Linked DNA regions of Danio rerio: region 2 is linked to region 1. A link is a contact called in public HiChIP or PLAC-seq data. All regions are on one chromosome and are shown on one strand. Each heading gives the region's core, a stretch centred on a gene start, on an enhancer-like site or on the middle of the called end of the contact. The rest is flanking DNA. Distances are from core to core; before and after follow the strand shown. Region 1 holds the start of ttc14 (tetratricopeptide repeat domain 14). Region 2 holds the start of htr2b (5-hydroxytryptamine (serotonin) receptor 2B, G protein-coupled).

The links. HiChIP or PLAC-seq counts read pairs in DNA pulled down with a chosen protein or histone mark.
Region 2: an H3K4me3 HiChIP or PLAC-seq map of embryo shows a contact between it and region 1, with 3 times the contacts expected there. The contact joins the promoter of htr2b here to the promoter of ttc14 in region 1. A contact is called at or near these places in 1 of 18 Hi-C or Micro-C datasets (embryo) and 2 of 4 datasets of contacts at active chromatin or transcription factors (embryo and gastrula embryo).

Annotation. Positions count from the first base shown.
Region 1 is chr22:39,737,521-39,744,448 of GRCz12tu, forward strand. It overlaps ttc14 (tetratricopeptide repeat domain 14), which reads right to left and starts at 3,440. Exons shown (of 12, transcript NM_001014314.2): 1 at 2,917-3,440; 2 at 1,750-1,868; 3 at 113-312. The coding sequence starts at 3,050.
Region 2 is chr22:39,820,794-39,827,721 of GRCz12tu, forward strand. htr2b (5-hydroxytryptamine (serotonin) receptor 2B, G protein-coupled) reads right to left here and starts at 4,530. Exons shown (of 3, transcript NM_001044743.1): 1 at 4,230-4,530. The coding sequence starts at 4,461. All of the region lies in intron 16 of psmd1 (proteasome 26S subunit, non-ATPase 1), which reads left to right.

The DNA of each region.
Region 1 (6,928 bases), core at 2,190-4,689:
ATTTAAAAAGAGCATATCTTAGAGTGGAAATCACAATATTGTGAGATCATCATATAGTCAGAATGTCTAATAAATAGGTACAACAATAAAGAGACAAACTATGCAAGCACACCTTGATCTCAAGATCCTCAATGTCTCTCTTCAGTCCACCAGCGGTGCAGAGCAGCGTCACGAATAAGCCGAAGTCTCGCACTGAATTGATTCTGCCGATGACCATGTCTCCGCGCTCCACATCTCGGTAGAAGAGCTCGCGTCTCTCCTCGAACGACACCTCCATGAACTGCTCCAGCGGAGGCATGACGGCAAACGCCTCTGAAACAGCAGCACAATATTTCAGACACATTTTTACTACTAAAATCCCATTACTTTCAGGTAAATATTCAGTCATGTTATACGTCTACATGCACATGGTGAACGCTGAATGATGACGTTATTTCCAAGAGAGTAAATGACGAGCACAGGGTTCATACGGTCCTAGAAAATCTGGAAAAGTGCTGGAGTTTTGACAAGGCATTTTCCAGGCTTTCTAGGACCGTATGAATCCTTTGCTCATCCTTTATACTCTATAAGTCCACTCATACACAGGTATTATTATCAATGACTTTTTAAAAATAAAAATAAATAAAAAACATCTCTGTCCATACAAGAAAACGCACAGTGAAACAGGTTAAGGGCATCCCGGACCAACTGGCAGCGCCAAAAGTCTTTTATGCATGATTCACGCCAATGCAGAATTAAAGGGGATCTATTATGCCCCTTTTAATAAGACGTAAACATGCCCCTAGAGAGTGTGTATATGAAGTTTCAGCTCAAAATACCACGCAAATAACGTTTCATAACTTTCTAAAACTGACCCTTTTAGGCTTTGATCCTAATTGTGGCGTTTTGGTGACTGTCGCTTTAAATGCAAATGAGATTGGGCTCTTTTTAAAAGAGGGCGGAGCTACAAATGCCTTTGTTTCAGCATAGTGGCAGATTCAAATACAAGACTACTGTTATCTGTGTAGTGGCACAGTGAGTAGCACGTTCACCACACAGCTAAAAGGTCGCTGGTTCGAGCCTGGGCTGGGTCAGTTGGCATTTCTGTGTGGAGTTTGCATGTTCTCCCCATGTTCGTGTGGGTTTCCCCCACAGTGCAGAGATATGTGGTACAGGTGAATTGAGTATGCTAAAATTGACCGAGTGTGGATGTTTCACAGTGATGGGTTGCAGCTGGAAAGGCATCCACTGTGTAAAACATATGCTAGATATGTTGGTGGTTCATTCTACTGTGGCGACCCCGGATTAATAAAGAAACTAAGCCGAAAAGAAAATGAATGAATGTTATATGTGTGAAAAGGGTCAAATGCTGGTGTCTATGATGACTCCTGTCGCTGTTCATTTGTGCTTCATCTAAAGTTCCACATTTATTATCCTCTTAATTGGTGACATTATCTTAGGTAGATCAAACACTCTAATGGCAGACGGCTGCTTCTCTCTCAGGGCTGTTCACGCTAAAGAGAGAGAGATGCTCACTAGTAAGTGACAGCTTTAATTTCAACATTAAAAAGTTGATGGTGTTCAATATTAAAAGTCGGTGGCACAGAGATGAACTCAATAAAAAAACATGAATCACAAACTATGGCAAACGGTTAATTAATGGATTCTTTTATACACATGTTTGACTACTTTCCTAAAACACAGCAAACTCATTTTTCAAGATGTTTAAGAACGAATACAGCAGAAATCTGATTATGAATAATTGAGAACCTCCTGACTCTTCCTGCCATTCGTCTGCTGGTTCTGAGATTTTCCATGACGGCGCGAACAGAAGATCGGCTTTCCTTGCTATAAACTGCTCCAGAACGGGACTTTGCTCATCTTTATCCCTGATTAAAAACAAAGAACATTTAATTAAATTTCTTTATACACACATACAAACTATACATTTAGATTTTTCCTATTATTTAATTTCTATTTAATATTCTCCCCCAATATTTAAGAGTACTCATCTGTGATTTTAAGTTATTTTGTTAGTTTAAATACAGTTTTAGCTTTGGTACTGACTAATCCAACGTATATGAACAAATATATTATTGTAAAAGCATTTTTTTTTTTGGAAAATGTTCATTTAAAAGAGAGATCTGTGAGGGGTGAACATCTTCCGTCAAGATATTTACATTTGTATTTATCACCATGCATTGACAAGTTCTTAATTTGGATGACTAAAATGTAAATTTTTTTCAGGATCAGATTACAGATTTGCTATAGTTTTATCACGAAAAAAGCAAACAAAACTTATTTATGTGGATAGAAGTAAAGTTGGTTTTATATTCACACATTCGTTCATTTATAAGTCTCTATATTGTTTACCATGTTACTTTGAATATTCGATCGGAATTAGCATGCAAGCATGACTTGAAAACAACATTAATACTGTTTATTTGATTGTGAACAATGTTATACTTTGATAGTCATTGGCTGCTAACATGATTTTGCTATTTGGAGTTTGGAAATATTACTTTTATGAAATAATGTTATTAAGGGGAAAGTCTGAATGTGCAAATATAAAACCAACGTTACCTCTATTTTATGTGGCTTATTTTAGCTTTTAGATAATATAGAAATCTAATATCCAAACAAATTGACACTTACAGTAGGTCTTGGGGTACTGGGTCATTCTCAAACAAACACACACACACACTTATTATATAATATTATATATAGACTCTAAAGTGTAAATATTTATATTATTTATCTAGAATATACAGAATTACATTACACAGAAATACTACGAATCAATGAAGTCATGCGATATGTTTTTCTTGACTTCAGTTGTGCTTTATGGGTTATTTCAGGAGTCTTGAGTTTTGTCAACACAGCGCAGGCATGAGGGATAAAAAATAGCCACGTGCAGCAGTTGTGAACTCCTCTTACCTTTGGTTAAGGCTTTTGTAGAGATCAGAGGCCAAATGTTTAAAGTCTGGGTTTTCATTCTGTTCACATTTCAACAGCGACAGCAGGTTTTCCCCGTGAAACGACACAGACTGTCGGAGTAAATCTCTGTCCATCTTCAGTGTCTGCAAACACACATATTTACACCCCTGTGTGCTGCAATACCACCACAGACGTCGAGTAAAGACTCAGAACTGACTGAATAAGTAATAGTAATCAGTAGATAAGTAATAGGAGATATGTTGATCGTTTGTTTATTCTCTCAAACGCTAAAGAAGTTATAAAAGTGTCTGAATTCTTGCAGAAATAGCTGCAAACGTAAACGTGCTAAAGCCAAATGGGAGACGTGGAAACCGGAAGCTAACCGGAAAAAAAGCGTTTAACCACTTCGGAAATTACTAAAACATTATATTAGTTTTATTCTTCAGCAATGTATTAAATGTGATAGTCTGAATTCAGTTTGTTTAAACTCGACAAGAGCACAAGACAAACAAGAAAGCACGAGAGGCGGCGGTTAGCGTGAAACGGCTTGTTGTTGTCTTGTTTTCAAAATTAAAGTCACCGACTAAAAACTAGCAGGTTTTCCAAAATAAAAGTCACAGTCGGGTAAAAAAATAGCAATAAGAATTTCATACTATATATCTATAAATATGTCATTAAAATATGCTATCTTAACCGCTTAAAAAACAGCATATGCTGGTAAAGTAGGTTTTGATGCTAATTTTGCTGGTTGCAATGCTTGTTTACACGGTATTATGTATATTTGTATTCTGTATATCAGGGGTGGCCAACCCTGTTCCTGGAGAGCCAGCTTCCTGCAGATTTCAGTTGCAACCCATGTCAAACACACCTGCCTGTAATTATCACGAGGTGTTCAGGTCCTAATTAATTGGTTCAGGTGTGTTTAATATGGGTAGCAACTGAAATCTGCAGGAAGCTGGCTCTCCAGGAACAGGGTTGGCCACCCCTGCTGTATATGGTCTTATGTCACTGTTTATTTGCATTGCTTTACCCGCATCTTAACAAACATCCTGCTGGTGAAGTGACAATAAAACTTTTATTATTATTGATATTTTTCTGATCCCATAATGCTGGAGTTCCTCAAATCAAATCACTTTTATTATAAAATACAGTATATGTTGGGATTATATTAAAACATCTGTTTATATTTTCTCAAAACTACTAACTGCTAAAATATCAATAACTTAATTAATAATTTGTATAATATTTTAAATGAGGAAAATAAACATGGATGAGAGCAGAGTAGTCTGAGAGTTTACAGTCTACAACATACTTTGTAGAAATTCAGTGAAAACCGAAATGATGCTCATCATCAGGAGAAGAGTTGATGAAATTGATGAGTTGATGAAGACCAAAACTCCCATGATTCCACACTCAGTTACAGAGTTATCAAACTACACGTTTGTTGGTTGTGAATACACTCCCTCTAGTGGCCAAAAACTCCCATGATTACACATTCAGTCAAATTTATCAAACTTCACCTTTGTTTGTTGTGAATACACTCCCTCTAATGGCCAGAAGTACATGATTCCAAACTCAGTCACGCACTCTTTAAACTACATCTTTGTTTGTTGTGAATTTAAGCCCTCCAGTTGCTGAAACTCCCATGATTCCACATTTAGTCACCGAGTCATCAATATACATGTTTGTTGGTTGTGAAAACATAAAGGCAAAACTCCCATAATTCGACACTCAGTCATGCACTCATCAAACTAGGCCTTTGTCGGTTGTGAATACACTCCCTCTAGTGGCCAGAACCCTAACGATTCCACATTTAGTCAAGACTCATCAAACTACACCTTTGTTGGTTGTGAATACACTCCCTCTAATAGTCAGAATTCTAATGATTTCACATTTAAGCCTGGTTTATACTTCTGCGTCAAGTGACCGGCGTAACCCACGGCGCATGCAACGCCCGTAGCTGTGCGTTTATACTTCTGCGAGCTGTCTCTGTCGGTCTGCATTAACACTTTCGAAACTCTAGTTGGCAGTGAGGTGTAAATGTTCCTCTGTGTCGAGTTTCTTCGCTGCTGTTTTGCTTTTCGTGAACACTTCCTGGATGTATAAGTGGCTCAAACTCGCTCATTTTGAGGCAGGATCCAGCGGACGTGCAACAACTTTAACTATGAGGTAAACACAGAACAAAACTTTCCATCCGGAGCTCCTTCATGGGACTCCACACTGGCGCGGTCCCGCCCAGGTCCCGCCCAGACTCGTCAGCACTACCAAGCTGACCAATCACAGAGCTTGCGCTACGCGTTGTTGCGACATGTAGTTACATTTTTTGAGAGGTGCACATCAGCGACGCCGACAGCCACGACGAAAGGCTATGCATCAGCGCCGTAGCATACGCCAGCGTTTGACTCAGAAGTAAAAATCAGTAGTCACAGATTCATCAAATTACACCTTTGTTGGTTGTGAATACACTCCCTCTAGTGGCCAAAACCCTAATGGTTCCGAATTTAGTCACAGATTCATCAGACTACGCCTTATTTTGGTTGTGAATACACTCCCTCTAGTGGCCAGAACTCTAATGATTCCCCACTCAGTCAGGCCCTCATCAAACTACACCTTTGTTTGTTGCAAATACACTCCCTCTAGTGGCTAAAACTTCTATGATTTCACACTCAGTCATGCACTCTTCAAACTACGCCTTTGTTTGTTGTGAATACACTCCCTCTAGTGGCTAAAACTTCTATGATTTCACACTCAGGCACAGCATTTTGTAGTCATTTTACAGTTTGTTTTTTTGGTGCGCAAATCAAGCTTCATTTGGACTGTTTTAACAATGTTTATGTTATATTTCTGCACCTTTTTCTACTAACTAATCCTATAAATTCACTTTTTTTGGTGTTAGTTTAGACAACATTTTTAAGGCAGCAGCTCCTTTTGAAAAGAATTTAATGTCTCTCATTGCATTTCAATGTTGTGAAAGAATGAGAAAACAATTATTGTGGCCATAATGTTTATCACAGGTCATGCTGTTGCATCAAGTTTGGGTGCAAATTTTATTTCCTCATAACAATATTACTCGTTCCGCATATAGCATGACACTGCTGACACACTTTAACACATTGTCATTATTCAGGTTTACTGGAATGTGGAGATCATCCAAGCAAGAGGCCTTCAATTGTATCAGCAGAAACACAAAACACACATTCATGTTTATTATTTACACAAAAGCATGAAATGCAGGAGAGGTTTCTCCTCAGATCATGATAACGTTACAGCTGAATAATGCTGCTTATTGAACAATTGATTCCAATGCATTTCCATCAACCGTGCAATATTGTGTGTGTGGCGAAAACAATTGAAAATTCTCATTGTAAAATTCTCAGGATGTAAAAGCACTATTTTACCTGATTGGTGTTCAGTAGCACTTCTTGGAAATACATTCACAACACCTATAGTGTTGCTCACAAAACAAAGAGGAGTAAATTAAGCATAGTAATGATGAAACAGAGTACAAGCTTGAAACTTCTACGTGCAAAAGTAGACAAACTAGTGTGCATGGATTTCCAAACCCAACTGACAAGAAATGCCAAAGGAAAAATGTGGGCTGCAACTATAAAGAGAAGATATTATGCAAGTTATTCTGATTATTTCACCTGCAAACGAATAAAAAAACGATTAAATCACTCAAAAACACGATGATATATGTAATCGTTTGTCTTAAAATCACAGCTACAGTGCACTAATATTGATTTCTTATCTCTTCTGAAGTTGAAATATTGGTATTGTGAATATAAACATGTTAGGAAACTTAATTTTAACTAATTGTTTTAACTAAATCTTAAAATCTAAATCTCCTAATATCAATGTTGACACTTTTGATCCTTATCGTACAGGTGTGGTTGGTTATAGCTACTGTAATTAGCAGGAACTGTGGCATTGTATATTGACACAACAATGCAGTCTGAAAGTGAAACTGTTTATACCTAAAATAGTGATAATGGCTACTTAATAATATGCT
Region 2 (6,928 bases), core at 3,280-5,779, 84 kb after region 1:
TTATCGGTAAATTTAAAAAAGCGCTGTTCATACGGACGAGCACGTTACGCAATTTTTCCGTAAAAGAGCGTTCACACATCCATTCCAAAATAGCGGTAAATTCTGACGTTATTGACCAGAAATGAGCTCTAAATGGCTGCGATTGTATTTGTAAACATTTGACTACATTACAAACTCTGTGGATGGATCAGTATTGTGAACAACTTTGACTTTCTAACACTTTCGCATGTTGAGATGTTCATAAAATGTGTGTGCTGGCACTCACCAGTTGCTTTATGTGCATACGCTACGTATCAAGCAACTGCAGAAAGCAGAGCTTGAAGGTAAACAAACAACGGCTTATAAGCGTCTTATCGATAATTATTTACATAGTTGGCATTAAGAAGGAAGGTATAAACGTTATTTGACTAGTATACAGCAGCTAAATGTGTCTGGAAAAATTCTCAAAGGCTTTTAATTTCATAAGCCGCACAGACATGAATGCGTCGGAGTGTTCTGATTGGCTAAAGTAGACGTCTTACGTCAGCACGTTCTAGACGTGATCGCAGTCTTTGCGGCAATCTTCCTTCTGCGTTCAAATTATCGGTAATGTTACAACTTCTCTTTCCGGAAAATAGCCGGAACGAATATACCGGTATTTTCAAAAAGGGCCTGTTCACGCATACAGACCTTTCCGGAAAATTGACAGTCATTTTATGTGAAGGTCTGTATGTGTGAAAGAGGCTAATGTTAGAATTAACTCAATACTTAAGCCTCAACTTTATTTTTGGCAAAAACGTAAAGTTAAAAAGCCCACTTTTGTTATCTTTACATTGGGTTTTGTTGTTCCTCTAACCTCTCGAATGTTTGTCAAAAGTCTTAGAGATTTTAATTTAGTGTTATTTATATAGCACATTTAAAAACAACCATCATTGACCAAAGTGCTTCACAATGTCTTAAATTAAACTTAATTAAATAAAACACTATATCGTTTTGGAAAAACTTGACTCAAATTGAACGCAGAAGTATACAACTGTGTCTTAAGCAGGGTTTAATTTGTGCTGGAACAAGCCGGATCTAGATCCAGCACCTCATTTTACCAATTTTGCAATTCAGGCACCCCATTTTACTTATTCTGCACTTCCTAATGTCTTGCCCATGGTGAAATGACTAGGAATAATAAACGGCTGTAAATTGTCAAGCTACTTGCTCTACAAACAATTATGACATTACATAAAAGTAATACTCTTAAAAAAAAACACACAAGTGTGCAACATCTGGAAGCATAACAATCGTTTTTCAGCTAAGTGTCAATGGAGGGTATTGAAAGTCTTGAGTCAGTAAGGTTTCAAAGGCATGTGGAAGACTAAGGTCAACACTTTGTTGGAAATTAAAACTATTGAGGAATAATTTGGCCTGGGTTACAGTGGGATTTATAACTTTGAGTTGTTCAACAAAAATTCCTAATATGTTATTAATAACCAAACCATTGTTTTCTTGTTTTGTTGAGCACAACAGTTTTTGAAGAATGTTGGAAACCAATAGCCGTCGACTGTCATAGTAGCAAAAACAAATACTAATGGGAGTTGATGACTACTAGTTTCCAACATTGATCAAAATATCTTTCCTTGTGTACAACAGAAGAAAGTCAAACTGGTTTGTAACAAGTATTCGTAAACCTATCATTTTGGGTTACCTAGTCGTGCAGATTATGTTGTAAAAACTTAATCTCAGACATTATTTTACCTCTAATTAAACACCCTCATTATAAAACTCCTATGAGAGATTTCATGGAAGCATCTGTGAATTGATCGTCATTCCTTCACAAATCAGTTCCTTTAGTGTTGGAGAGCTAAAAAGTGATTGCTAATTCAGGGCACACAAGTTCTGGTTCACCTTAAGCAGTGTGAAGACCAGCACACGGAGGTTCAATAAATGTCATTGAGTCTAATTAATAAGGAATAATGGACCAACTGGAGCGTTCTGGCATCACGACTGAACGCCGGGCTGCCGTAAGAATGACAGCAGAAGAAGTGCCTTGGCAGATGTTGTGTAGTTTAAAAGTGGTGACACGTGTTTACTCCACAAATGTTTTGAAGAGTGTTTGACTGCCGTGTGTGTTCGCTCTGTCTGGACATGAAACATGGTCTCCATCATTCTGTTTAATGTACTTTTAGTGCTACCCTTGGAAACTTTGACTTTTGCGGGGTATTGATTCCATCTGGATAATAAATTGGACTGTCAAACAATCCTGAAACTTCAGCAATCATAGTTAAAGCAACATTCCACTTTAAAATACAAAAAGGCTCCTTTTACAGCTACACTAGAGTTAAACTGTTGAGTTTGACCATTTTTGAATGTGTTCAAGCGATCTTCGTGTCTGGCGAGTGCACTTTTAGCTTGGCTTTGCATAGATCATTGAATCGGATAAAACCATTAGCATCTTGCTCAATAATGACCAGAGTTTACATTTTTACTATTTAAAGCGTGACTGCATCAGTTGCTAAGACCAACAGACAATCAGTAGCTATTTTCCAAGCGAAAAAGGCTAGGACAGGGGTGGCCAACCCTGTTCCTGGAGAGCCACCTTCCTGCAGATTTCAGTTGCAACCCATATCAAACACACCTGCCTGTAATTATCACGTGGTGTCCAGGTCCTAATTAATTAGTTCAGGTGTGTTTGATATGGGTAGCAGCTGAAATCTGCAGGAAGGTGGCTCTCCAGGAACAGGGTTGGCCACCCCTGGGCTAGGAACTACAAAAGGAACTTTGGAATGATAATACACAGACAATCAGCTCGCTTCAGCAAGGGGTGGTGTTGGTGAAGCTGAAAATTTGGTCCCATGTTAAGTCAATGGGATTTTTCCAAGGGACTTTCACCATTGTAAGTTTAGGGTGCTCTTTTGTCCCAGGGGTGCAACTTACACCCCAGTTCAAAATGTAGTTTTACACAGCTTGACAACCCCTTCATTTTTTTTAAGATCATGTTTTTCTGTAAATAGTTGGTTCAAAGTTATGATGGGTCAAATTTCGGTCCCATGTTAAGTTAATGAATTTATTCCAAGGGACTTTCACCATTGTAAGTGCGATAGTTTGGGGTGCTCTTCTGTCCCAGGGATGCAACTTACACCCCAGTTTAATATGTAGTTTTACATGGCTTGACAACCTCTTCAATTGTTTAGGATCACATGTTTCTGTAAATAGCTTGTTCAGAGTTATGATGGGTCAAAGTTTGGTCCCATGTTAAGTTAATAGAGTTTTTCCAAGGGACTTTCACCATTGTATATGCGATAGTTTGGGGTGCCCTTCTGTCCCGGGGTGCCGCTTACACCCCAGTTTAATATGTAGTTTTACACGGCTTGACAACCTCTTCAATTGTTTTGGATCACATGTTTCTGTAAATAGCTTGTTCAGAGTTATGATGGGTCAAATTTCAGTCCCATGTTAAGTTAATGGAATTTTTCCAAGGGACTTTCACCATTGTAAGTCGATGCAAAAGTTTGGGGTGCTCTTCTGTCCCAGGGATGCAACTTACACCCCAGTTTAATATGTAGTTTTACACTGCTCGACAACCTTCTCAAATAAGATTACGTGTTTCTATGAATGGCTTGTTTAGAGTTATGATGGATCAAAGTTTGGTCTCATGTTAAGCTAATGGAATTTTTCCAAGGGACTTTCACCATTGTAGGTCATTGCGACAGTTTGGGGTGCTCTTCTGTCTCAGGGGTGCAACTCACACCCTAGTTTATTTTTTAGTTTTATACAGCTTGACAACCTCTTCAATTGTTTAAGATCATGTAGTTCCAGGAATCGCTTGTTCAGAGTTATGATGGGTTAAAGTTTGGTCTCATGTTAAGTTAATGGAATTTTTCCAAGCTTTTGGGTTTTTGGAAAACTCAACGTTAGACCAGTTGGAAAAGATCTAGCAACAAACAGTAATACAGAATATAGTTTTAAGCCAACTTTTGGGCATTAGTAGGAGATATGTTTATTCCTAGAAAAATAATGTGTATATATATATATATATTTAAATAGCATTACAGACAACACATACTATAGAAGTCAGTGGTTACAGGTTTCCAGCTTTCTTCACCAAATCAGCGTTCAACACAAAGTCAAAGAGGTTTGGAACAGGTAAAGGGTGTGTAATTGATGACAGAATTGTAATTGTTGGGAGAACTATCCATTTAAGTCTGGGCTAAAGTGTAAATTTCAGCATAATGCTGGAGTGTTCCTGTACGTTAACTTACTGTAAAGCACTGTGACCAAAGCGATGGGCATCACCAGCAGTCCTACCAGCAGATCAGCCACAGCCAGAGACATCAGGAAGAAGTTAGTGGCGTTCTGGAGTTTTCTCTCCAGCGACACTGCCAGAATGACCAGGATGTTTCCGCCGATGGTGGGAACGATGACCAGAAGAATGAGCAGCGCTGCCCAATGCGAAGGCCAATCCACACTGTCTGTTTGCCTGACGTTAGCCATTCTGCCTTGGGAAGTTGTGCTTGTAATATTTCTGAGGGCTCGTCCAGCATTGTCACAGACTCTCTTCGTTCAGGGCAAGTGAAGCACTTCTGTTTGCTAGCGAAAATCCAGTTCATCGAGCAAAGGAGTTTCCATAGAATTCCTCCAGAAATGATGGAATCAGAGTCACGTGGTAGATGAGGTGTTGCCCATTTTTGCTCCGTCCTGCAGATGTAAACATTTATAGTGAAAGGAATCTGAGAATGATGATTCAGATTTCATGTGATTAGCAGTACGTGTTCCAGAGCATGTTCGTAATTAAGCAAGGAAGCAGCTATCAGGGATGATCTGTGAATGTTGACCATGCGCAGTCATTTGTGTTCCTATCTAGCTCAATCAGTTGGAGGCAGAAGACTTCATAAACAACATTTCTGTTTTCGAAATGATTACGCTTTCATAATTACATTACCTCTCTGAAGCTGCTTCTTCTGGCGTAACGTTACGTAATGTGAATTATGAACTATTATGTGCAATGTGCTGTCGATTGTATGTAATATTCACCATACTTTGTGTTATAGAAAGGAAGTTGATGCTGTAGAGAATTAGCAGGAACTTCTATTTAAGAAGCTCTGTGAAGCTTATCCATCCACTTTATTATTTTGTCTATAAACTATATTGCTTTATGTTATTACTATACAAGCAAAAATACGTTTAAGCTCATTCCCATCATGGAGGAAATTGATGTCTTACTTGCCTTGAACTCCAATCTGAGTATTTCCTCCACATTAGCTTAACTCCATATTATTCAATCCGTATTATTAATTCCGCTTGCTGGTTTTTCTTAAGTGAAACAAGCACTTTGTCACAATAAACCGTCTCCTCGCCGTTTATACATAAACACAAAGTACAAAGAAAACATTGTGGTGTCCAAATTTTTGGTGGGAAAATAATCCAGATATCATCTCAATCTTCGTTCTCATACTGAGGAATTTCCTTGTCGTGAAGGAGCTGGACGAATCCCCAGATCGTCTCCGCATCACCTATTGTGATCAGAGGTCTGAAACTTCCACATGTCTTGTAAGCCGTGCTTTTCATTCTGCCTCTGCACGCTGACTGGCTCTGGCTCTCCCTCCTTCTCTCTCTCCCTCTCTCTGATGAGTTAAACCTGGAGAAGCAGATGAACGTCTCCACACCGGGGTGTTGCCAGTGATCATGGGGGGTCATTTTCTGCAGTGCAACTGAGCTGCGGTTTAGATTTGTCAGTCACCGGCTTGGTTTTTTGTAGTATATGGAAGCCTGGTTTTGGAATGAAAAGCGGGGTGAGGTGATTTTATCTTCAGAATTTGGACTTTCCTTGGTATTATTTTTTCATAAGCGAGTTCACATTGGCTTTTTTTCTTGTAATTTTGACCCTTTTTTTCTTATTTCAGAGATATTATCACACAATTTTAACTTTTTTCCTTGGAGTTCTGACTTTTTCTTTTTAACTCTCTTGGATTTCAGAGTAAAAAAAGGCTATTTGGTCAATTTTACTTGGTCACAAGACCTTTAACATCCCAGTCTTAATTCCTAAGGCCCTAATATAATTCAAACAATCGTTTGTAGAAGCTTCTGCATGCCTAGTGCATGAGTTTATACACCTGTGGACATGGAAGTCATTGAACACTGGAGTTCAATACTGTGAAACCGGTGTCCCCAAACATTTGGCTGGACATCACAAATCTGAGTTGTGTTTTATAAATCGCTTGCCATCAAATTGTTAGCAACTAAGGGCTTTCTCAACACTCTCATCGGAAATATGCAAACTTGCCCTCGGTAAAAAATAAAAGGCTTGCTCTTCCTGTTTAAGCTATAAAACTCAAAAGCCCATTGAGCTTCTCTCCAGACCTGAACCTTGAAGCACCCAGCTAATATTCTTCAGGTGTCTGTAAGTCCAGATGTTGCAGGATTGTCCATTAAAGGATATTGAGAGGTGAGGTTCAGTGGACGACGGACATCCTTTTTTTAATACTCATCCATTTAGGGTGACTCCCACTTTTGCATTAACCTATTTTATTCTGGATTCACCACATAAACCTTTCTCCTCCTCCTCTTCTTTACCACTGTATGCTCAGTGTAGGTCTAGACACATCTGTTTTCCACCTTGCCATGGTGAAGTCAGAGGTTAAAGCTGAGAACTCCAAAAACTGTTTGTATATTGCACACATTAGGAGACAGAAGTCTGAACACACCGACTGCTTGAAACTATTTTATAAGTGATGGGATAATCCAAACTTAAATTAGCCATGAATGCAAGTGTGAAAATTGTGCTGTTGAAAAAAAAAAGAGATGTTTTTGGAGGGTCTTTGTCCTCTTCTTTTGCTGGTTTGTCGGATCACATCTGGATAAGGGAAACTCTGCGCGTTCACTTCTGGAGTGTGTCAAGCTTCGTCTTTTGTTTATTAAAGTTCACAAGAAAAGAATTAAATCAGACGAAACAAATTTCAGA